Regions from separate parts of the Sus scrofa genome. Here region 1 is linked to region 2. A link is a contact called in public Hi-C data. All regions are on one chromosome and are shown on one strand. The core of a region is the stretch at or near the end of the contact, and the rest is flanking DNA. Distances in the headings are between cores, read along the strand shown.

The links. Hi-C and Micro-C count contacts between places; a contact is called where the count stands out from the background.
Region 1: a contact with region 2 is called in a Hi-C map of skeletal muscle, with 3 times the contacts expected there. The contact joins the promoter of ASNSD1 here to the promoter of SLC40A1 in region 2. A contact is called at or near these places in 1 of 5 promoter capture datasets (fetal liver) and 6 of 47 Hi-C or Micro-C datasets (embryonic fibroblasts, heart right ventricle, liver and 2 more).

The regions. Positions count from the first base shown.
Region 1 is chr15:94,259,602-94,263,899 of Sscrofa11.1, reverse strand. ASNSD1 (asparagine synthetase domain-containing protein 1) reads right to left here and starts at 1,990. Exons shown (of 6, transcript XM_003133541.6): 1 at 1,631-1,990.
Region 2 is chr15:94,158,950-94,163,307 of Sscrofa11.1, reverse strand. SLC40A1 (solute carrier family 40 member 1) reads left to right here and starts at 1,515. Exons shown (of 8, transcript XM_003483701.4): 1 at 1,515-1,891; 2 at 2,363-2,430. The coding sequence starts at 1,849.

The DNA.
Region 1 (4,298 bases), core at 741-3,240, 100 kb before region 2:
ATTTAAAAGTGACAATATGAAATAAAAACATAATTGCACCAAAACCCAAAAGCAATACCATTTTTTTCAATGATTTCACTTAAGTTGTATTTTAACTTTCTTGAAAAATACCAAATGGAATGTGGGGTGGGGTCACTTCTCCCAACCTCATCCCTCTATACCAATGCTTTTCATGACTTATGTCCTAAATGGTGTGGCCACACATTCAGACTAAGCAAGCAGTAGTAAATGCCCTACCGGGGGGGTTGGGGGTGGGGGGCAGTACAACCTATCACTTTTCCTCTCTGCTTTACTCCTCTCTGTATCTCAAAAGCTAGCACAGATGCTGTCACTGTTGAACTAGGTCTCACTTTTTATTAGTAAGAGAAGGTTCAATCAGTAATGGTAGTTATTTTGTGAACAGGACTGATTACATAGTATCACTAAAGCCTCTAAAAGGAGATCCTGTATGATCTTTGCCAGACCTTAAACACCTCAGGGATATATCACACATCAGTATAAGTGGTGAGCTATGGTGATAAAGGGACATCTTTGAAGTGGGCCTTAAATGTTAACCTGATAGGACTTTGTAATGGACTTAAGGGGTGGCTCCCAGATTACTGGCACAGACAGGTGGATAGTTGGTGGTGATATTTTCTGAGGCACAGGATATCAGCAGCAGCTCTAGGGTGGGCAGTATTTCTTCCCTTGTGCAGCAGGTTAAAGATCCAGCGTTATCACTGGAGTGGCCTGGGTTGCTGCTGAAGCACAGGTTTGATCACTGGCCTGGGAACAAACTTCAACATGCCCCCAAGCTCAACAGTATGTAGAAAACCTGGAGTTCCTGTCGTGGCGCAGTGGTTAACGAATCCGACTAGAAACCATGAGGTTGTGGGTTCGATCCCTGGCCTTGCTCAGTGGGTTAAGGATCTGGTGTTGTCATGAGCTGTGATGTAAGTCAGAGGAGGCTTGGATCCCATTGCTGTGGCTGTAGTGTAGGCCGGTGTCTACAGCTCCAATTAGACCCCTAGCCTGGGAACCTCCATATGCCGCTTGTGCGGCCCTAGAAAAGGCAAAAAGACAAAAAAAAAAAAAAAAAAGAGTATATAGAAAACTCAACCATAAATCTCAAAGACATTATGCTGTGTGAGAGAAGCCAATCTTAGAATGACATATGCTATGATTTCATCTACATGATGTTCCCTAAAGGACAAAACTGTTCTGTCATCGGCAGCAGATCAGGCTGCGGCCAGAGCTTCTAGGTGGGGGAAAGCATGGCTATAAAGGGAGTCTCTTGGGGTAATGGAACAGTTCTGTATCCCAATAGTGGTAGTCAAACAAATTTATACATGTGCTAGATTTACAGAAAAGGAAAAAGGTAAATTTTATTGTATAAGGGCTTTTAAAATGACTTAAAAATTTGGGGTTTAAAAAACCCAAAAAACAAAACCACCCAACTAAACCTCCACCCTACTGCTATCTGGGACTAATCTCGGGGCAAGTTTCACGATCTCCCTTTAACTGTAGCTGTCAATGCAGCCCAGTCCGGCAAAGCCGAAATCGGACCACACGGCCACAGTGGATCTTCTCTGAGGACGAATAGCACCCTGTCCCGCGCCTGGGGGCCTTGTCACCTCGTCCCCACACTCACCTTGCGGCTTAGATCTTCCTTTTGAGGGGTCGAGTTGTCAGTGGAGACCAGCCCTGCGCCGTCCTCGTGTTGAACGCCCGGGCTAGGCATCTCCACGGAGCATCAAATACCTGGATGCGCGGCCCGGACAGCGACCCAGCAGTGCGCAGCCTACACCCCCCGAGCGTGTGCTATCCCAGCGGCTCCAGCCCCTCCCTTTCCGTCCGGTGAGTCCTACCAAAGGCTTCCACGCGCTCACTGGAACGCCTGCGCAGTCCGAGCGGGCCTTGGAGCAGTTGCGCGCGTGCGCTCAGATTATTAGCAAGCACGAGAGCAGAGCCTTGTTGTGAAACCTGAGAGGTTTCTGAACTGTCCCCCTAGCGGATAAGAAGTTGAAACACTCTCATAGCCTCGTTACGATTCGGCATCCAGTAGACTGTGAGTTACAGGCGCCTCCCAGTGGTAAATGTGAAGAATAGACGAGCATTCGAAATGCTACTTAATATTTATTATCTAGGCAAGAATATGAAGCTATACACAGATTTAAGAGATACGTTGTTGGTAATAGAACTGTACAGCCTTGATAAAGCTTTTGTTAACTTGTTACTAAGGTTAAAAGATAAATACTGGATTCACAGTTAAATATGAATTTCAGATAAATGAGTAATTTTTAATATAGGTATACTCATGCAATAGTCACAACCTTACTCCTATGAGAAAAATCATCCAAAATTGGCAAGAGATTACCAGGTTTTCTTTCATAGCTTTTCTGGCTTTGACTTTCTATTGACTGGGCTTTTTTTTTTTTAGGGGCCGCACCCACGCATATGGAGGTTCCTAGGCTGGGGGTCAGCTGGAGCAACAGCAATGCCAGATCCTAGCAGCGTCTGGGATCAACACCACAGCTCACTGGCAACCCCAGATCCCCATCCACTGAGCGAGGCCAGGGATTGAACTGCATCCTCATGGATAACAGTCATATTTGTTTCTGCTGTACCACAAGGGAACTCCTGACCAGGCTATTTTATAATTCTGCTAAGGCAGAGGTTAACTGGTAGATTTTTGTGTGACAGATAATGCAAATAATTTCTGTCTGATGGGCCAGATAACCCCACAGGTTGTGACTTATTCTGCAAGATATTAACCAGTTTGCATCTAACTCTGCAGTGTTTTTAAATTAATATATGTCTGCTTTCTCATAAACTCTTTGAATTGGTTTTAACTTCGTGTTCCCTCATTTAACAAAACTCTGATAAATGTTCATTTTATATTTGCACAAGAAACATGGCTTTCTGTTTTTGAAAATTATACTTTAATTTTGGAAATCTTAAGTTTTTACAGAGACACCCAAATGGACTCATATAATAGAACCAAACTTTATGATCAAGAAAGCATACTTCATGGGTGGTTTAAACCCAGGAATATATTAACTGTCTTACAGTTAATCCAAAGTGGTTATAGAACTAAGTTTACTGTCTGTTTTTACTTTTTACTGAATTTTTAAAACTTTGTTTTTGTTTCTGATTGATGCATGGCTAAGTTATTTCACATGGATAGCAATGATTGGGAATTTGGTTTTATGGCCTAACCATTTGGTGATACCTGCTAGGTGATGAAGATCTAATTTCTTTTAGAAATGAGATGACAAAGAATCCAGGTTTTTAGTATTTTTCTTTTTTTATATTAAAGTATAGTTGATTTTAGATGTTGTGCCAGTTTCTACTGTACAGCAAAGTGACCCAGGCATATGTATATATACATTCTTTTTCTCGTATTATCTTCCATTATGTTCTGTCCCAAGAGACTGGATATAGTTCCCTGTGCTATACAGTAGGTCCTCCTTGCTTATCTGTTATAAATGTAATAGCTTGCATCTACTAACTCCAAACTCTCCATCCATCCCACTCTCTCCCCCTCCCCCATGGCAACCACAAGTCTGTTCTCTATGTCTGTGAGTCTGTTTTGTAGATAGTCCCATTTGTGCCATATTTTGTTTATTTATTTATTTATTTATTGCTTTTTAGGGCTGCACCTGTGGCATATGGAAGTTCCCAGGAGAGGGGTCAAATTAGAGCTGCAGCTGCCAGCCTATGCCACAGCCATAGCAATGCCAGATCTGAGCTTTGTCTGCAACCCACACCACAGCTCACAGCAATGCCAGATCTGTAACCCATTGAGCAAGGCCAGGTATTGAACCTGCATCCTCATGGATACAAGTCAAATTCCTAGCCCACTGAGCCACAATGGAAACTCCCATTTGTGTCATATTTTAGATTCCATGTATAAGTTAAATCATATGGTTTTGTCTTTTTCTTTCTGACTTTGCTTAGTATGAGAATCTCTAGTTGCATTCATGCTGCTGCACATGGCATTGATTTGTTCTTTTTATGGCCGAATAGTATTCCATTGTATATATGTACCACATCTTGTTAATATATTCATCTATCTATGGGCATTTAGGTTGTTTCCATGTCTTGGCTATTGTGAATAGTGCTGCAATGAACATAGGGGTACATGTATCTTTTTAAATTATAGTTTGGTCTGGATATATGCCCAGGAGTAGGATTGCCAGATCATATGGTACCTCTATATTTGGTTTTCTGAGGTATTTCCATACTGTTTTCCATAGTGGTTGTGCCAATTTACATTCCCACCAACAGTATAGAAGGGTTCCCTTTTCTCCACATCC
Region 2 (4,358 bases), core at 266-2,765:
GGGGATTAATTTGCCAGTTCCCTCCTTCTGTAGGTGCCTCATATGAGGGTGCCTTGGTTTACGTCTCAAGGACTTGTGGACACACGACCCTATTCTCTAATTTTAGAGGACAGACCACAACCTCTCTAGGACTGAAGAGAAAGGACGTGAAAATGTGAAAGAAAGGAAAAAAGAGGGCTTGAGAAGGATAAAAGTTAACAGCAGTAGCTAAAGTGTAAATCCTCTATCTCTGACCTCCAGACCACATCCCAACCGAATCCAGCTGCACCCCGCCCGTCGACCTCTGGGGCTCCTGATCGAGAGTCTAGATACAGGGCATATATTCACGTGTGTCTCCCTTCATTACTAGGTGACCGTCGGGCCTGTGTTTAGGGTGTGGAATCTAGTTGGAGTTTCAATGTGTAGGATCCAGTCCCGGAGCTTCGGTGAGATTGAGAAGGGTAAGGTAACCGGGGGGGCTAAACGAGCTACGGGGGCTTTCGCATAGAGGAGGTAGGGGTGGGGATGGAAAAGTCAGTAAAGGTTCAAGTCTGGTATTCTTTAGCGTCCTTCACCTGAACTTCCAGGACACCGAATGGATGTATCGGGACTGGGATACAACTGGGATAACCGGTATTCCTAGTAACTGCCTGCCAGTTTCTAGGCCATTTGGAGGAGAGGTGGGGAAGGAAGCGACGCGCAGGTGCGGGCGGGGGCCAGAGGGAGCTGAGGGAGAAGGAAGGATGGTGAAGGAGATGCTTGCGCCGTTTCCTCCTGGTTGTATCTCCAGGAAGGATTCAGAGACCCGAGTTCTAGGCTGGTGGCTGGGTTCCTAAGTCACTGCGGGATTTAACCCTTATAGGGTTCCATTTTCTCCTCTGAAGAGGTCTGGACCCTGATCTTTGCGCCCCTTCCTGGCCCTTAATTCTGGTTCTTTGAGGGAAGCCCCGCTACGCAGTCCTGGGAAGAAGACATTCCGCAGGCGGGCCGGAATGGGAAGGCCAGGAAAGCGGCCTCTGTGACATGGACTATGTTTATTTAGCTACTTATATTAAAAGTGATTTTCGTTTAAAAAAAAAAAAAAAGATGTCCCCCCCCCCCAAGCCGGGCCTGGAGTTTTGCACGACCACCTTTGGCGGCCGCCCTCTTCCCGAGTCGGCCAGGCAGCCTGTGCGAAGCGCAGCCCCGCAGCCCCTACCCGGGCTTGGGGCATGCATCTCCCCGCCCGCCAGGCTCCCGGTCCTGCCCTTCCCGGTCGCCTGGCCTCCCTCAGCCCCTCTCGCGGCCTCCCGGAGGAAGGAAAACCCGGCGAGTGGAGCGAACCCGGGGAAGGTCGCAGCAGGCCCGCAGCTTGTTTGCAGCCAGTCGAATGCTAGCGCCGCGGACTGGCGGCGACTCCCGAGAAGGGCGTGGAAGGCGGCTTGGCCCCGGGCCTCGCGCCGCGGGGACGCCCGGGTGGCTCTGAAAGGGAGGGGGCGGCCCAAGAGGCGGTGGCGGCGGGAGCCCCGCCCCGGCCCCGTATAAGTGCTGGGCTTGGGCCGGGCCCGCGGCGGCGGCGGCAGCGGCGGCGGCACAGGGCACCCGACGCGGTTCGGACGCCTGTTGAGCCTCCCACCCGCCTCCATAAGGCTTTGCCTTTCCAACTTCAGCTACAGTGTTAGCTAAGTTTGGAAAGAAGACCTAAAGAAGACCCCGGGGCCGTTTTCCTTTTTTTGTTTTTGCTACAGTTGTCTCGGTCTTTTTGCACAAAGCTGTTGTGTTTTCAGAGGTGCTCTCTTCAGTTCCTTGCATTCCTGCTAACAAGCATCTCCGCAAGAGCAACAGCGGCAGCGGTAGCAGCAAAAGAACGAGTGGGGGTCGCCTTGTGTCATGACCAGGGCAAGAGAGCAAAACCGCCAGGGAGGATGCTGTGGTGAGTTGAACCAATGCAGTGGAGACCCGCAGCTCCAAGCAGGTGTTGGAGGAATGTGGCTCAGCTGTTAACCGGAGTGCTTTGTAGCTCCTTTGACTCTTGTTTTGGTGGAGGTTGAGGAAGAAAGGAATTTCAAGGTATGGGGAAAGGGGCTTGTACACAGGCAAGGATGGAGTAGACTGGGCAATTTGGATTGCCTTATTAAAAATGAAATGGAGTTTAAAAATGTTGAAAACAAGAGGTTGTTTTATTGTATGTGAAGTTATGCAGTTATTTATTGATCAACAAGTCATGCTGCATTTTTAATCAACCCATCAGTGTCTAGGTGACTTAATAAAATATTCGTGATTTACTGCACAAAGTGGATTTTAATAATTATGTTTAATAAGAGCAAATGAATAAGCATTCCAACCTCAGCTCACTCAAGTGACTAACTATGCTTTTTATCTCACCCCTTGTGTGTCTTTGCAGGATCCTTAGCAAACTACCTGACCTCTGCAAAATTCCTTCTCTACCTTGGTCATTCTCTATCTACTTGGGTAAGTGAAAATCTGCAGTAGTTCTTCCAACATACTTGCACAATTTCTTATTTCCTTTCATTTGGTCCAATTGTATTAAGCCATCCTCCAGTTTTGTCATGCAGCTAAAGAAACAAATCAACCAACACACATGCTTTCACGAAAAAGTTATTTTCACCAAAGATGTTTTCCCAAAGGTGTTAGCAAATGCTATTTAATTATTGAATTGTCACACTTTGTGTAGATTGACAACTATCCAAAGACACGATTAACAAGGGCAGCATTAATGGTATTGTTTGTTAAAATGTATTTTGCATTATAAAAGGCTTAATAAATGGTAATATCTGCCACTGAGAATGAAGGGATATGTCATGGACCTTCAGTTTTTTCACATTTGAAGATATTTCTCTATTTTCTTCTTTCGTTAAAACTATAAGTTCCAGGAATTCCCACTGTGGCTCAGCTGGTAACAAACCCAACCCCTGGCCTTGCTCAGTGGGTTAAAGATCTGGCGTTGCCCTGAGCTGTAGTGTAGGTCGCAGGTGCAGCTCAGATCCTGCTTTGCTGTGGCTGTGGTGTAGGTGGACAGCTGCAGCTCTGATTCTACCCCTAGTCTGGGAACTTCCATATGCCACAGGAGTGGCCATAAAAAGCAAAGCAAACAAACAAACAAACCCTATGAGTTCCAGCATACTGCACTATGAAAATACAGTATAATAGTGCAGTGATTGGCTTAGGCTAAGAATAGCATTCTAAGAGTAATTTAAATATGATTCACCCCAAGAGCAAATATCTGAGTGATGAAAATTCTGGTCTTTAAAAATGTTATCTTCAGGTAGATAAGTGCGGGGCATCTCAGCCTATCGTAAAAGCCATTATCCAAGAAAATCAGCAACTAATTCATAATTATCCCTCTGACTTCTTATGTGGTCTTGGAAGAGTCCCAGGGTTCCTGTGAACCTTCAGCAACACCTACCAATCCAAAAGAATAATCCCAGAGGATGCTGGATTTATATTTAATTAATGCTGATTAGAATATTTTTCAATTAAATAACCAGTCTAATTGTTTACAAGCAACAAATCTGAGTATACTCTATTCATGCCTCATATATGACATTTAAAGGAACCATAGTAAAGAGAAAGACTTTTGAGAGTAAAGTTTGTGAATGTTATTTTCTTTTTAAATTGAAAACTTCTATTAGATCATCCTTAAGGCATAAATGCAAACTATTGTATGAGGAAATCTGTACCGATGCCCTTGGGAAATTATTAAACTAGGTTATCAGCTCTTTAAGAAATACTTCAAAGATGGCTTTTTAGAAGGCCAGTTTCTATCTCCCCAGAGGCTTAGACAAGGATGACTCTGCAAATGCATGTAAACAAAGTGGAACTGGCAGTTCATTTCCTATAGCTGATGATGCTAGTAGAAATCTAGTGAAACTACCCTTAATTAATCTAAATCAATAGTTCTTCCAGTTTAATTCAGTAAGTATTAAGTATTTATAAAACAGATAAGTGGTGGAGATAGTATCTGAAATTCTCACCTTGTGGTCTGGACCTATCTCCTAGGGGAAGAAGGTGCCTAACTTCCAAATACTGATTAAGTTTAAGGTTTATGTGACCTTTTGTTATTAGGTTGGCAGGTCAGATTTGCCAAAAAGGGTGGAACTGTGATTGTTCCAGGAGGATTTTTTATTGTGAAAAACATCAGAAAAGTGACAGCTGGTTACTCCAATCTTACAGTAAATTGAGCAAAAGGAGTTCTTGTGGGAAACTTGGATTAAAAAAAACAGAGCAGTTACAACCATAAAAGGTTCAGTGGGTTTTCACTTACTGGAGAGGAGTGTAAAAGAAGAGTGCTGTCTAACTCTTGGTAATTCTGCCTTTGGAGTTTTGTCTCCTGTTTGACACTTTGCCAGATTTTATTAGGACAAAATATGTGTACTTAT